2 separate regions of the Urocitellus parryii genome follow, and region 1 is linked to region 2. A link is a contact called in public Hi-C data. All regions are on one chromosome and are shown on one strand. The core of a region is the stretch at or near the end of the contact, and the rest is flanking DNA. Distances in the headings are between cores, read along the strand shown. Region 1 holds the start of Alad (aminolevulinate dehydratase). Region 2 holds the start of Fkbp15 (FKBP prolyl isomerase family member 15).

The links. Hi-C and Micro-C count contacts between places; a contact is called where the count stands out from the background.
Region 1: a Hi-C map of liver shows a contact between it and region 2, with 5 times the contacts expected there. The contact joins the promoter of Alad here to the promoter of Fkbp15 in region 2. A contact is called at or near these places in 2 of 2 Hi-C or Micro-C datasets (liver and muscle).

The regions. Positions count from the first base shown.
Region 1 is chr4:191,225,277-191,232,860 of mUroPar1.hap1, reverse strand. Alad (aminolevulinate dehydratase) reads left to right here and starts at 5,727. Exons shown (of 12, transcript XM_026393309.2): 1 at 5,727-5,816. It overlaps Pole3 (DNA polymerase epsilon 3, accessory subunit), which reads left to right and starts at 348. Exons shown (of 4, transcript XM_026393310.2): 1 at 348-548; 2 at 637-722; 3 at 1,031-1,149; 4 at 1,425-2,820. The coding sequence starts at 483. The coding sequence ends at 1,597. C4H9orf43 (chromosome 4 C9orf43 homolog) reads right to left here and starts at 192. Exons shown (of 12, transcript XM_026393342.2): 1 at 106-192.
Region 2 is chr4:191,080,836-191,087,643 of mUroPar1.hap1, reverse strand. Fkbp15 (FKBP prolyl isomerase family member 15) reads left to right here and starts at 3,420. Exons shown (of 27, transcript XM_026393297.2): 1 at 3,420-3,525. The coding sequence starts at 3,473. Slc31a1 (solute carrier family 31 member 1) reads right to left here and starts at 3,183. Exons shown (of 5, transcript XM_026393352.2): 1 at 3,059-3,183.

The DNA.
Region 1 (7,584 bases), core at 4,478-6,977, 140 kb before region 2:
AACGCCGCGGGGTAGCCCTGCCCACCAAGCCCCGCCTCTGACCAAAGTAGCCCCACCCCATAGGTTCATTCCTGGCCTTCCCCCACGCTAACTCCTTGGCCGTACCGTCGCCTAGCAGCGGCACAGAGCATGATGGGGAACGGACGGAAGCTTCGGTGAGCCACACTTAGGTTCATGAGAAAGTTCCCAGACGTGGTGACGAAATAAGGAGAGAAACGAGCGCCGCGGGATAGGACGGAAGCCCTGGCGGGCCAAAATCTCTGTAGTGTGGAAACTTCGGAAGCACAACGATTTGAGATAGAGGCGGGGCTGGGGCCCGAGAGCGGTTTTGACGCGCGGGGCACTGTGGGACGTAATGTGGGCAACGTGGGATGGAACGGAAGCCTGGAAGGGTCATACCGTAGCGACGCGGGAAGTCCGGACGCGGCAGCTGCCTGAAGAAGAGGCCGGAGGCTGAAGCAGCTTCGGTCCCGGCCGTGGCAATGGCGGAGAGGCCAGAGGACTTAAACCTGCCCAATGCTGTCATCACCAGGATCATTAAAGAGGCGGTGAGCTGCTGGGCCGGGGGCGGACGAGCGGGCAGGAGGGAAGCAGGTCCCGGGCTGGCAGTGTTGCTCACCCCGACTCCCCCCACAGCTCCCGGACGGTGTCAACATCTCCAAGGAGGCCCGGAGCGCCATCTCCCGCGCCGCCAGTGTCTTCGTGCTGTACGCCACATCCTGGTGAGCCGGGCACCGCTAGGGATAGGGGAGGCGCAGGAGACCTGGCTCGGAGTTTGGGGTCTGGAACCTACAGACCCTTACTGGGTCCCATCTCAGTGCAGAGAGGTTCACAGCTTCCTTAATTGTGTGGCAATTTAAACGACAAAACAACGCTGCTTTAGCCCTTGAGTTCAGAGAAGGAAAGGACTTTCCCGTGTCACACAGCAATACATGCATCTCAGACGTCTGTAGGCTCTCCCACCCCTCCGCTGGCACACAGCAAGCGGAGCCTCACAGCCACCGACAGCGCTTGCCCTTTCTTCTTTCAGTGCCAACAACTTTGCAATGAAAGGGAAGCGCAAGACGCTCAATGCCAGTGATGTGCTCTCAGCCATGGAAGAGATGGAGTTCCAGCGGTTCATTACCCCCTTAAAAGAAGCTCTGGAAGGTAATGATCCTTCCATTTTCTAAAGCGCATAGAAGATGGTCATCCTGTATGACCTGTTCACCTGGCCCTGAGGCTTTCAGCATGAGTCCTTGTCAAGTCCAGTAAACCAATACTGGATGTGACTCGGATCAATACTGGATGTACCACCTCAGATCTGTTTGCCATGCTGGGCAGGCTATTTTTCCTCCTGAGCCGCAGCTTTTCCAATTATTGCCATGGGGTTAGCTGCTACCTCTTCCAATCCTCCTCCTAATCCCCCTCCTACTTCCTTACAGCTTATAGGCGGGAACAGAAAGGTAAGAAGGAAGCTTCAGAGCAAAAGAAGAAGGACAAAGATAAAAAAACAGACTCAGAAGAGCAAGACAGGAGCAGGGATGAGGACAATGAAGAAGATGAGGAAAGACTGGAAGAAGAAGAACAGAACGAAGAAGAGGACGTAGATAATTGAATAGGGAGGGTAGGTCATGGCTCTGTGGAAGCTACCACACTGAAATGTGGAACATGTTTATGCAAAGCTTTTCCCTGCTGAGCAGAGCAGGCAAAGTTTGATGTTTGCCTGAGAAGATCAAAATAAAAACTGACTAGAATTATCATCAAAACCAGCACTTTCCAGACTCAGAGCATCTGAGTGACAGAATTCTGTTTTGCTTAATCAGTCTGAAGGTTATGACTTTTTTTAAGGGATTCTGAATGGCTAATTTGTCGAATTAATATATCTTGTTTACTTACATGTACAGCTAGGTAGTTTTTGATCCCAAGTCTCTTTGCCTCTCCACAAAAGTAATAACTTCCATGCTGCCTGCCATGTTCCATATTACAGAGGCAGTCAAGGCTCAGGAAAAATTGGTCAGTCTGTTTGTAACAGTATTTGGCAGTAGTACCTTATTAAGAATGATCAGAACGGTTTAGCTTTAAAAAAAAAAAACTACTAAAAGGCTATGGGAGAATAATGAACTCTGTAATCTCATCACTTGATAGTTGCATTAATTTGAGTTTCATTTCCTCTAATCCCACTTGGCTTTCAGTCCTTTTAGATTGCTTGTAGACATACAGCCTATAGAATGGCTACACTCTGGGGACATATGCTTTTAAATTAGTATTGATTGGAGGTAGTCCAGCAGGGATGCCAGTGTCTTACTTATTTAAAACAGATGGCATAGTGTTAGATGTCCCTCACTATTTACTACTGTACAGCGTTAGTATTTAATGTCACCTCCTGGAAGGTGCAGAACCCCCCAGGCTTCCCTTTTTCTATCTCTTCTGACTCTTCTCTACTTTCTTTCCCTTTTTCACTTAACTTCATCCACAATCTAGGAATTCTGATTACCTGCTTAATATCCCAAAGTGCAGGTTTCTTATATTTCTTAGTTCTAATTTCATATCTTAATATTTTTCTTTGATAAATTCTGAACCTTAAGGGAAATCTGATGGTGCTCATGAATTTAATCTCCCACCCCCACCAAAAAAATTCCCCTTAACTTCTTCTAAAATATCTCTGTTGGCCTTTCTTAGCCTTTTCTCTTTCCATTCAAAGTGCTTCAAAGCATTTTTTTTGTCTCAGTTGAGTGCTTGGGATTTGACAAGGTAGTATGGTATAGTTTAACCATTAATTTGTTAAATGAATACAATGGAAAGTTTATTGGTAAACGAAGACTGTTTTAAAGATTATAATGCTTTGTACAAATAAAAAACATTCTTGTTTAAAGTGATGACATACTAGCTGACTTATGGTGTTATGCGCCTATAGTCTCAGCACTTGGGAAGCTGAAGTAGGAGAATATCTTGAGTCCAGGAGTTCAAGACCCCATCTCAAAAAAAAAAAAAAAAAATCATATATTTGAGGATGTGTGTTTCAAGAAGACCCACTAATCGTGCCCCATTTGGTATTTGAGGTGCGGACTGGGCCAGACTTTTTGTAAATGTGGAATCCTGCATCACCTTGCATGACCAGCAGATGCCGCTCCTTCTCAGGGAGGAGTGCTGCCTTTTGTGGCTCTGCTGGGCCCCTACACATAGATTCTCATCAGCTCTGTTTATTGAGCCCATCCTGTGTCTGGCACTGTTCTAAATGCCCTCAAGTATTAATCTTAAAACTCTGAAGCAGTCATTTTATCAACCACAACTCTATATAAAGTTTTACAAATCATAAATTTATAAATAATATTTTACAAAGGTAGAACCCCAGTGGTTACTTGGTCCAGTGGCTTTTTCCTGCTCCACAGTAGAAACATCCTTTCTTAATTCCCATGAGCACCACTAGAGGTTAAGTCCTCAGGTCCCATCTGGATTCCTGTGGCTTCCTTTGAATTCAATTTCCTGCCTCATCTGCTTCCTCTGTGTTTTGCTTGCCAAGTGGATCTTTCTGGAACATGGCTGTATTACAGTCACTCCCCACTTCCTATTAAATTAAATTCAATCTGGGCACAGTGTCATTTATCTAATCCCAGCTGCTCAGGAGGCTGAGGTGAGAATTGCAAGTTCAAGGCCAGCCTGGGCAATTTAAGACCTTGACTCAAAAAAAGCGTTGGCAATATACCTCAGTAGTTGAGCACTTGCCTAGAAAGCATGAACTCTGGGTTCATAAGTCCATACTTACCCAGTTGTAAGGAGCTAACCCTATCATCTATTTTAATTTACAACATAAAACTCTTTATGCTCCAGTTAAAAATGAATCCCCAAAAGCTCCCCTATTTAGTGTTAGTTCATCCTGCCCCATTTTTCACCAAACTAACTTTCTAAGAGCAATGTCTCCTGAAAGAGGAGACTATGATTTAAAATTACAGAATTTAACTGGGAAGAATCTTTGAGGTAGTGGATCAGTTTGCCCTAGCCACACCTGTATCATTCCTGTAGTGGTATCTGGATTTTGAAGGTTTGTTACCAAACTAAGGTAAAGCTTCTCATCTTTCTTCTTTAAGCACAACACTTTGTGCCCAGAGATTTAGATCTGGATCTGGGGAGTAGGAGATTGTCCTGACCCATTCAAAACTACTTTTGCAGCTTTACCCCTCTTTTTTACCAATGGCAAATTGAGCCTCCTTAGAAATGACTTGTCTGGATCTTAGCACTAATTCATGAAAATAGATTGTGTCCCTGCCGTCTTTGATGATGCTTTTGTTGTTTTAAATAAACTTTTTAGAGAAATTTTAGAATTACAGAAAACTACAAGGGATGCTGAGTTCTGATAAACCCCTCACCCAGCTTCCCTTCACATTAACATCTTACATAACCATGGAACATTTGTCAAATGAAAGAAAAAAAATTAACTAAAGGACAAACTGTCCTTGTATTTCACCGGTTTTTCTAATACTATCTTTTTTGTTACAGCTCCAATCCAGAATACCACTTTGCCTTTAGTGAACTAGCTTTTTAAAAATTGAGATAAAATTCACAGAACACAAACCTTTTTATCTTTTATTGTGGATGAAATCTAGTGGGGCTTTTTCACTAAGCTACATCCCCAAACCTTTTTAATTTTTTTTATTTTGAGACAGGCTCTTGCTAAACTGGAGCCACCTTAGTGAGACCCTCAGTAACTTAAGGAGACCCTGTCTCAAGATATAAAAAGGATTGGGGATATAGCTCAGTGGTAAAGCACCCCTGGGTTCAAGTACCAGTACCCCCCAAAAAATTGTGTGTGTGTGTAAAAACGTGGAAGACAGTCTGGTGCTGAACTCAATAACTTTAAATATACATATATGAAGGAATATACACACGAGCATACACATTTTCAACTCCCTATAATAAATAGTGGTTGTAATAAATGGTGGTTGCCTTACCTTGCAACCACCAATGTGCTCACTCCAGGCTCATTTCTGCCCATTCCTGCTCACAGTAGAAACATCCTTTCTTAATTCCCATGAGCACCACTAGAGGTTAAGTCCTCAGGTCCCATCTGGATTCCTGTGGCTTCCTTTGAATTCACCAGACCCCTCCTGCCCCTACAAGTCCTCTCCCACCCAACCAAACATAGACCTTTGCTCAGATCTTTTACTGTACCCATCCTAGTCAGGTGCGATGCCCCTGGGAGTTTTTTTCTAATGCCATGTCTTTTTACATCACATCTCTCAACCCATGGCACAGAGTAGACCCTGAGTAATCACGCTGGAATAAATCTTCTCTAAAAACTTGGAAGACAGTCTGGTGCTGAACTCAACAACTTTAAATGCTCAATGTGCAAAAATTGATGAAACTATTGTGTTAGGCATTATTTGGTGTTAAGGTCCTTGACATCCAATTGTTCTTGCACCAAAAAATGAACCAGGGCCAAACCTGCGGGAGGCTGGGAAGAACTGTAAAGCAAACCTAGGGTGAACCCAGAGCTGTGCCAGCCTTCCACACGCGGTCACTTGCAGAGGCCCCTCCCATTCGCCAGGGTGGGCTCCCCAGCTCATTCCTCCCGCCCTGTGGCGGGCAGGGACGGGCTGTCCAGTCTCTCGGCACACCTGATTGGCTAGGTCCCGAGTCCGATAAGCGTGGGCGGGGCCGCGGGAGGGCTGACCAGCGTGCCCGTAGAGTGGCCGCAGGGGCGTGGCCTCCATGCGGGGAGGGCGGGCCGCGGGGGGAGCTGCTTCCGGGTGAGCCGCCCCGCCCCCGCGTGGGCCCCGGGAGACTAGATCCCGCGCTGCAGTGGCTGGAGCAGCGGTTCGGAGCTTTCAAGGAGATAGGTGAGTGGGGCTGGACTCCGGGAGTTGGAGGGTTTGGAGGTCGGCCTCTGAGAGAGGCGGAGGCTGTTACACTAAGTCCTGTGTCCGTAGCTTGTGTCGGGCGCCTGAAGCTCCCATCCTGCAGCTGGGGACCGAGACCCCGTGGGCCCCTGCTTGGGTTCGATGGTCCTGCAACAGCCGGGGTTGGAAGCCGAGTTCCCGCTCATGTTTCCTCCTTTGGATTCACCCCACAGCACCGCCGGCCTTCTGCATCATTGCGGAGCCGAGGTGCCTTGCAGGCTGGAGGAGAGGAGTGGAAAATATAAGAACCGCTTGTGCTAGGCGTTGCATGCTTGGCCAGTCAGTCCTTACGACAACCCATTGAGGTCCGTTCAAGTCCCCACTTACCAGATGAGGAAATTGAGGTTATACAGGTGAAAAGTGCCAGAACCAGGATTTATACTCACATAGGTCAGACTCCACTGACCACAAATTTAACCACCCTGGATCGCAGCCGCCTGATAGACTAGGGCTCTACCCCTTCCCTCCTCCCACCCCCTTCACCTGTGGCTCTTCATAAGTCCAACTGTGCCAAATAAAATGTGAAATCTGTCTCAGTACCAAAGATCATAGTGGGTATTGAGGACTGGGCTGCTGGAGAACTGAATTTTAGCCCAGATCTGCAGCTAACTAGCTGCAGGATCCAGGTCAATGTTTTGCCCTTCTCTGAGCCCAGTTTTACCAGAGTTTCAGTGATGAAATCAGCAAGCTTCAAGAAACCTCATAGCAAGGATATTCTAGGAATCTGTGGAAATGGGAGCTTCTCTGGGTTTCAAATTGCTGAACCCAAAGATTAGGGCTTTCAAAGCCCCAGGAGCAGACTGGGTTCTCATTTTTCTCTTTAATCCCTGTATCTAGCACTACAGCAGGTACAGAGTAGAAAATTCAGGAAATGTGGGTTGATTGAACCAACAACCAGTAGGTTTCTCATCAGAAGTGCCTGACAGCTGCTGTCCTGGACCTTTCTGGGGCTTTTGGTTTCTAAACCTGGCTCTTCTACCTAGCTGGCAATTCTGCCTGCCTCCTCTGAGCCGCTGCAGAGCCTGCCAGAACTGGCAGCAGTTGCCATCCCTCTGGGCCAAGAGCACAGCCTCTGGAATCAGTGGAACACAACCTGTGAGACTGAAGCCCTGCAGCTCTGCTTGCCCCCTTGGTGGCAGCTCTCAGGGTCCAAGTTAGGTTAGACCCAGGTTGGGGTGGAGCCAAACAAGGAAGGCAAGACCTTCAGTGTTCTTTCATCCATGAAGCTGTTCTTGACTCCCAGACACAGGATCCTCCCATAGCACCTGGGCCACCCCACTATTCTGCATCTGTAGGGGGTTGCTTTATTCCTTCTCTACCACATTAGGTGTTAGGAAGCAGGGACTTTGAAACATCCTTTGATCTCCAGGCCTAAACAAATGTCCTCCCTCCGGGGTGTGGTGCAGAAGGCACAGGACTATACCAGGAGATTTTGTTCCAGATCAGTCCTGCCCCTATTAATATTAAAATTAGCTTGTTTACTGAATAGCTACTTGGTGCCAGATATATACCTCAGCACTACCTCTAATCTTCTCCACAGCCTCACAAGCTGGATAATGTCAGCCCATTTCGTAGATAATGAAATGAAGGCTCTGAAAGGCTGCTGACCTTGGCCAACGTTAGAGTAGAACACAGACCAGACCTGGAATAGCTTGATGCTGAAAGATGGTTCCTTCTGCACTGCCCTGTACTGTCTTTCATAAAACTA
Region 2 (6,808 bases), core at 2,171-4,670:
AGCATCCTTTGCAGGATGCTTATATTTTAAATTAGATCAAAATGTGTAAATTATGTATGTAACTAATACTCAGAGGATTCCCACTTTAATTAACTTTGTGTATTTGCCAAAGTTGCCCCCTCAACCTGGAAAGGCTTATTTCCTCACTTTCACTTGGAATCTTACTCATCTTCAAAGCCTATTCCAAACCCTATAATCTCCTCCAAACTAGGTATGAGCTGTTCCTCTTTTGAAATCCTACAATAATTAATTTCTTCTTCTTATGGGACTTTCTTCACTATGTCATCAGTTATGGTTATTTGTGTACTCTACCCTCTATGGACTGTGAACTCTTTGAGGACAAAACAATGATTTACTTACTTTCTTACCCTACACAACACCCAGCACAGTCCTTCACACACAATAGGCTTTCAGATGATATTTCTTGAATTGTATTCTGACATTCTTCTGCTTTAAGTGATGGAAGGAACAGAACACTATACCAATATCAAACTTATTCAATTCAAATCCCTATATCACATCTATAATTTAACTTAGCTCTAACTTCATTAATATTAAAACACATTCACCAGCACAGGTCAATATGTGTATACTTGTATATAAAATTATCTGTTGCAAAATTACTGGTAATTTGAAAGGAATTATTAAAATTGCTGCTTCCCAGTCAATTTTCAGGAGATCAACACATTTTATGAATACACTGAAAAGCTGTATACTTAAGCAAAACAAAATAAACACAAATACTTAATTTAAACTTGAGATCAGGGTTGTGTCTTACTTATCTTTGTGCCCCAGTGACACTCAGTAGACATGTGAAAGGAGATCCATTCCAAAGTGTTTTTGGAGCCTGGCCCAAGCTCAGAGTGAGTTAGAAGAGGTTGGGGCAGAAGCCCAGGTTTCCCGTTTCTTTGTCTAATACTATCAATCTGGAGATACTCTAATTCAGGAAAACCCTTGCTTTTCAGGTACACCCAATCCTGCAGATTTGAGTGTTGGACTGTAGAATACTTGCCACCATCTTTCTATTTCTCTTACTGCCAATGAAAAAAATCAGCACCTGTGTCCCCACAATGGTAATCTGGGTATTCATGTTTGTGGTGACCCAATCACCAAAAAGGTTGATTTTTAGGATTCCCAAATATCAAAAAAGGCTGCTTAAAACATCCTGGAGAAAAACATCTCCATCCAAGAATGCAAGATAAGAGCTCAAGAGAATCAAAGATGAGCTTGGTATCTTTTAAAAGCACTGTTTAAACTGGGCCCTAAGGCATATCCCTATAATCCTAGCTACTTGGGAGGTTGAGGCATAAGAATCCCAAGTTCAAGGCCAGCCTTAGTTTCAAAACAAAAAATGAAAAGGGTTAAAAATATGGCTCAGTAGAAGAGCAACCCTGGTTCAATCCCTGTACCACAGAAAAACAAAACAAAACAAAACAAAACAACACTACTCTAGTGCTGAGTGACATATACTAGGGAGAAGGAGCTAGAAAAGAGCTAAGGTTCATTTCTGCCCCCAGAGGTAGCCAAGCTCATTTATCCAGTTCATTCCCCCCACTCAGAGGTAGACAAGTTCACATTCTATTCAGAGCTACTACAACAGGTTCCAGTTCTAGTGCTTAGATTCCACTTGCATCACTATTTTAACACTGTTAGCCTTCACTGCTTTAACCATCTTAAACTGTAAAATAAACATAAGAAACAAGGAACAGCCTTATCCTCAGTTAAATAGAGAAATAATTTACTTACAAAAATCATAGTTACATATAATATTTCTAGCTATCCTATTCCCCCCCTTTCCCTCCCCTAGAGTTTCAGATAATATAGTACAATCACCTTCAATTAACAAAAGAGAGTAAGCAACCCAGATAGTTCACAGCCAATACAGCATTTTTATCTCTCTGGAAGCTACCTATACAAGGCAAGAGTCATGGCTGGATTCTATGGGTCACACGGGAAAAGCAATCTAAGTAAATTAAGAAATACAGGAACAAGGATAAATTTCATTATTCAAACCAATAAAGAATTAATGAGAACTCATTATGGGCAAGAAGGCTTTCAATTTAGTAATATGCAAACTATAATAAGAAGCACAACCAGGGAAGTGCCAAAAGGAACGAAGTTCTCTCAGAGTAAGCTACCAATCACTTCACTTTAATATAATGCTAAGAGATTAAAACATTCAGGTAAGGGACCAACCCGACTGAGGGGGAAGACTGAGTGAAACAACTCCAGTGAGACCTGTGGAAATGGATACTACACTGGGATACTATCTGCTTATCCACAGCTTGGTTAAGCCAGAGCTACACCAAGATTGTTCCAAGAAATTATACCAGGTTAACCAAAGAAATATTTATGTAAGACACAGAGGGTGGAAACTGGAGGCAGAAAAGTTGGCATAAACTGATGTTGATTTAGGATTGTTGCAAGAAGACTCAGCAAAACCAGGGACTTTAATGTCCCCAGAGTTTTCTCCTTTTCGCCACCCACTCCTAGAATATCCTAGTTTTTCTGCACCTTACTTGCGGGTACTCTGGAAAGGGGTATCCCTCCTTCCCTGCTCCCTGGCATATGCCACACAGTCCAGTGATGACCACTTTATATGGGCACACAGTGTTCAAGGGCTATTAGGTTTTTGTTCACTCATTAGCTCTCTGAATCCTGAATGGAAGGATCAGGAATCCAGTCCCAGCCTGCCCTTTACTCTGCGTGACCTCGGACTAGTCACCCAAGTTCATTGTTTCCTTAATTGCAAATTCTGGGATTATGAGGGGACCTGAATTGGACTCAATGACCTTTGAGGTTTAAAAGCTTCTTGACAAGTTGGTATACAGGGAACTGGACACACTGCCCATTGCATAGAGGGGAAACTGAGGCACCGAGCACCCTGCCTAAGGTCACTCCAGCTATGTCACTGTGGGAGCCAGGCCAAGACTCAGATCTCTAGTCTGGGGATCTTTCTCCTTCCGCCGAGCAGAGAAGAGCGGCGGAGGGTCCTTGCCCCGGAGGGAGAAGGACAGTGGCCATGCCAGGGTTGTGAGAAGCAGCGGGGAGGCCTTACCTTGCCAGGTCGAGTCCCGCCACAGGCGCCTCGCTCTCAGAGCCTGAGCTCGTCACCGACTCAGGACTTCTCAGAAGCCCCTACTACTTCTGCCCGGCTCGACGTGTCCACCACTGCCACAGAGGCCGCGGGTTCCCGCCCCTGCCCCGCCCCTAGGTTCGCTGACCAATCCTCGCGCAGAACTTCGGAATCCCGCCCCCTCTGCGGGCAGGAGAGGCCTCACGTCGTGCCGGTGCGAAGCCCTCATTTGCCTTTGCTCCACCTTCTCCAGAATCCAGTCTCCTCGCGGCAGAGCAACCGGGCGAGTTTGCCCTGCCGGAAAAAAGCGCGCCACCGCGGCATTTTACGACGTCGGCGGTGACAGGCCCTGGGAACATCCGGCTTTCTCCCCACCGCCTGGAGAAGGCGAGCGCGATGTTCGGTGCCGGGGATGAGGACGACACCGACTTCCTCTCGCCTAGTGGCGGGTGAGTGACTGAGAAGCACGGGCCATAAGGCATGGCTGACAGAGACCGGCGGATGGTTGGAGGGGTCGATCTCTTCTCAGGCCTCTGTCCAACTTCCGGGTCCAGACCCCGGCCGCATTCCGGTGCTTACACTCTTCAGAATCTTGGGCAGGGCTCGCAACTGCGAGGAGTCTGTGGATCTGGGTTCTGGAGCCGGCATCTCCCTTGACACGCAGTATGACTCTGGGGTTCCCCTTCTGTTCCCTGGGTCACAATTTCTCTGAAGTGGGGTGATTGCTGATGAGTCTGCCTGCCTCCGAGTTTTTAGAGGAGTCAGCTGGGGCCACACGAGAGTTTCTCTTCTAGAACCATGGATGAGGCGGTGACACTTTAGAACCAGGACTGGTGGGTCGGCCCCAGCATTCTTCAAGGCCTAGATCGGATGTCACCTTTTTGGTACTTTCCCTCTCCCATCACCCCGGGCAGAATGAAATACTTTCTCTTTCTCGTTCGTCCGACCAGGCTTGTCTTTGCATGCGAACCTAGTAGATTATAACCCTGGTAGGACAGGGACAGCTTATATTGTTCGTTTTAAAACGGGACCTTGCACATAGTAAATGATCAGTGAGTGTCTTTTGAATAATAGCTGTGAAGTTGCACTCTGTAAACCGTGAAATTTAAAACCATTGTGAGAGCCTGCGGTCGTTAACCCCTGTCCTCAAACATTATGTATACCATCGTCGTTTTCAATAATTAGTTTAGGGTTTTCAGGGTTTGTATTGGGTTAGTGTGTTTTCTCTTGTGTTGTATTAACACCTTGACTGCCAGTCTCTGATGTTTGCATAGCCTTTCTTTGACCATCTTCATTACAAATATTGTGCATCCTGAAGAATGATGAGCACATCAACATATGCCCCTTGTTCTACTAAATGCCAAGAGGTTACAGAGATGATTAAGCTGCTGTACTGATCCTCAAGTTTGCTGTTGCAGAGTTTAACACATAAATAACCATAAGATGACTGACTATCTTTTGGACTCTTTGTGGACACCCACTGACTAGTAATGTATTACCTATCGTTCTTTTTTATATATACCTTTATTTTATTTAGTTATTCTTATGTGGTGCTGAGGTTTGAACCCAGGGTTTCACACATGCTAGGTAAGCACTCTACTGCTGAACCACAGCCCCAGCCCCTCTCTTTTTTTTTTGACTCACTACTTTGTTTTACCCCTGCTGTCATTTTAGATGGCCTGCATCCACATAATTCCATTTTGAGTAATTTCAGATGCTCAGTTACTTTAAATTGTGCTTTGGTTCCTCTCTTCCCTATCTGACTCAGAACATTCACTAAAATCACCATGCAGTCCAGTTTCCCTGCTGCTGTTGGTTGTGTAGTTAGCCTTTTGAATTAATATATTTTTATGCAAACCTAGTTTGTGTGTGGCTGCATATTAGACATTTTCAAAGCATACTTTAAATTCACATTCTCCACTATGCAAAAGTATCTGGAAAAGTCTGCAAAGGAATGTTTATACTCCCAGCTCTCATGAGTCAAGCAGTCCACTGCTGATTGAAAATTACAAGGGTAGACATGATGGTCATGTGCCCTTTTCTGGATTCCTGGCCCAAGATAAGTTCTTGGTGATTCAACTATTCTGCTTTCCTGTATGGGCTTATCAAGAACCTGAGACACTCAATTCTAGGCACATGATTGTGCTCCTAGACACATATATCAGCTAATTTAATGATAAGAAACTTATTCAGAAAGTTAATCTGATAATTTATTTTTGTTCCCAGCAACAACCAGGAAAATAAAATAAAATTTAAGATTGAGAATAGGGCTGGGCATGGTGGCACACACCTACCAGTGACTTGGGAGGTTGAGGCAGGAGGATCACAAGTTCTAGACTAACTTAGCAAGACCCTAAGTAACTTAGCAAGACTGTCTTAAAATAAAAGTTAAAAAGGCTGGGAACGTAGCTCTATCATAGAGTACCTCTGGGTTCCTTCCCCAGTATCAAAAATAAGAGAAAAAATTTGAGACTAGGGAAAGGTTCATCAGCATTCTCTGATTTAGCTATTCCTCCTTTAGTTTCTCTAAGGAAGTAGAACATATGACAATGAACACTGCTTTTCAGTTCCCTTTTTATAACTGATTTACTGCAAATATACTTGTTCATTTAAGTTTCAGGTCTATTTACTTAACTCTCTGACTTGATCCTACTTAGGACATTCAAACCTATTAGAAGTAGGAATATTAGTGCCAAGGATGACCATCTAGATGACTGATAATCTCTTTTTTAAGTTTCTGGGCCTCTTAAAGTACATGGTTAAGCTAGAAAGAGTAATCAGGAGTTTTTTTTTTTTTTTTTTTTTTTTTTTTGTCTTAGCCCTTTCTCCACCACTATGACTTTGAAAATAAGGAAGTATTTGTGATTGCCTATTAATTGAATAATAGTTGGTTCAGCTAATATAATTGGGAATATGATGCAGTTCCTACCCCTAAGAAATTTCATTTTAGTAATAGAGTAAAATCAATGTAGTAATAATAATCACAAAGCTGTTTTTGTTTTGTTTTTGAGATAGGGTCTCACTATGTTGCCCCAGCTGAAACCTCTGGGCTCAAGTGATCCTCCTGTCTCAGCCTCCCGAGTAGCTGGAATTATAGGCATGAGCCACCATACCTGGCTTTTTTCAAAGCATCTTTAAGGGACCAGTTACGAATACATTTGTTTTATATTTTATTAGAGGTATGTGTAGGCAAATCTGACTAGCATTAGTAATGATAAATCATTCCTTTTAGGAATGTGACTTAAGTCAAGTCACCATTCTTGTCCCTGCATACCCTAATTTATTAAATAATGAGGTTTGCCTCAGATGATCCTTTGAGATTTTTCCTAGTTCTATTGTTTTGTATTTATGTTAATGTCAATTTTTACTTAAGAGATTTGTACATCAATCAAGCCTTCTCTCTTCTGTATGATAATATCTGATTGAATTGGCATTTTTGAGGTAGAAGGATATGTTCACAAGTATATAAAACATTGTGTGTTTATTTAGTGCTAGGTACTGTACCAAGGAATACATAAACACACATTATCATATTTAGTCATTATTTCCTATGAGGTAGTTTTAACAGTTATACCCATTTTACAGATGGGAACAGCTCAGAAAGGTAAGTTGCCTAAGGTGGCACTGTTATTAATGGAGCCTGGCTTGAAATCAGGCAGGTGTATTTCACCAGATCTGCCCATGTGACATTATCGTTATTGTATAAGTAGATGTTTGATGTCACAATTCATG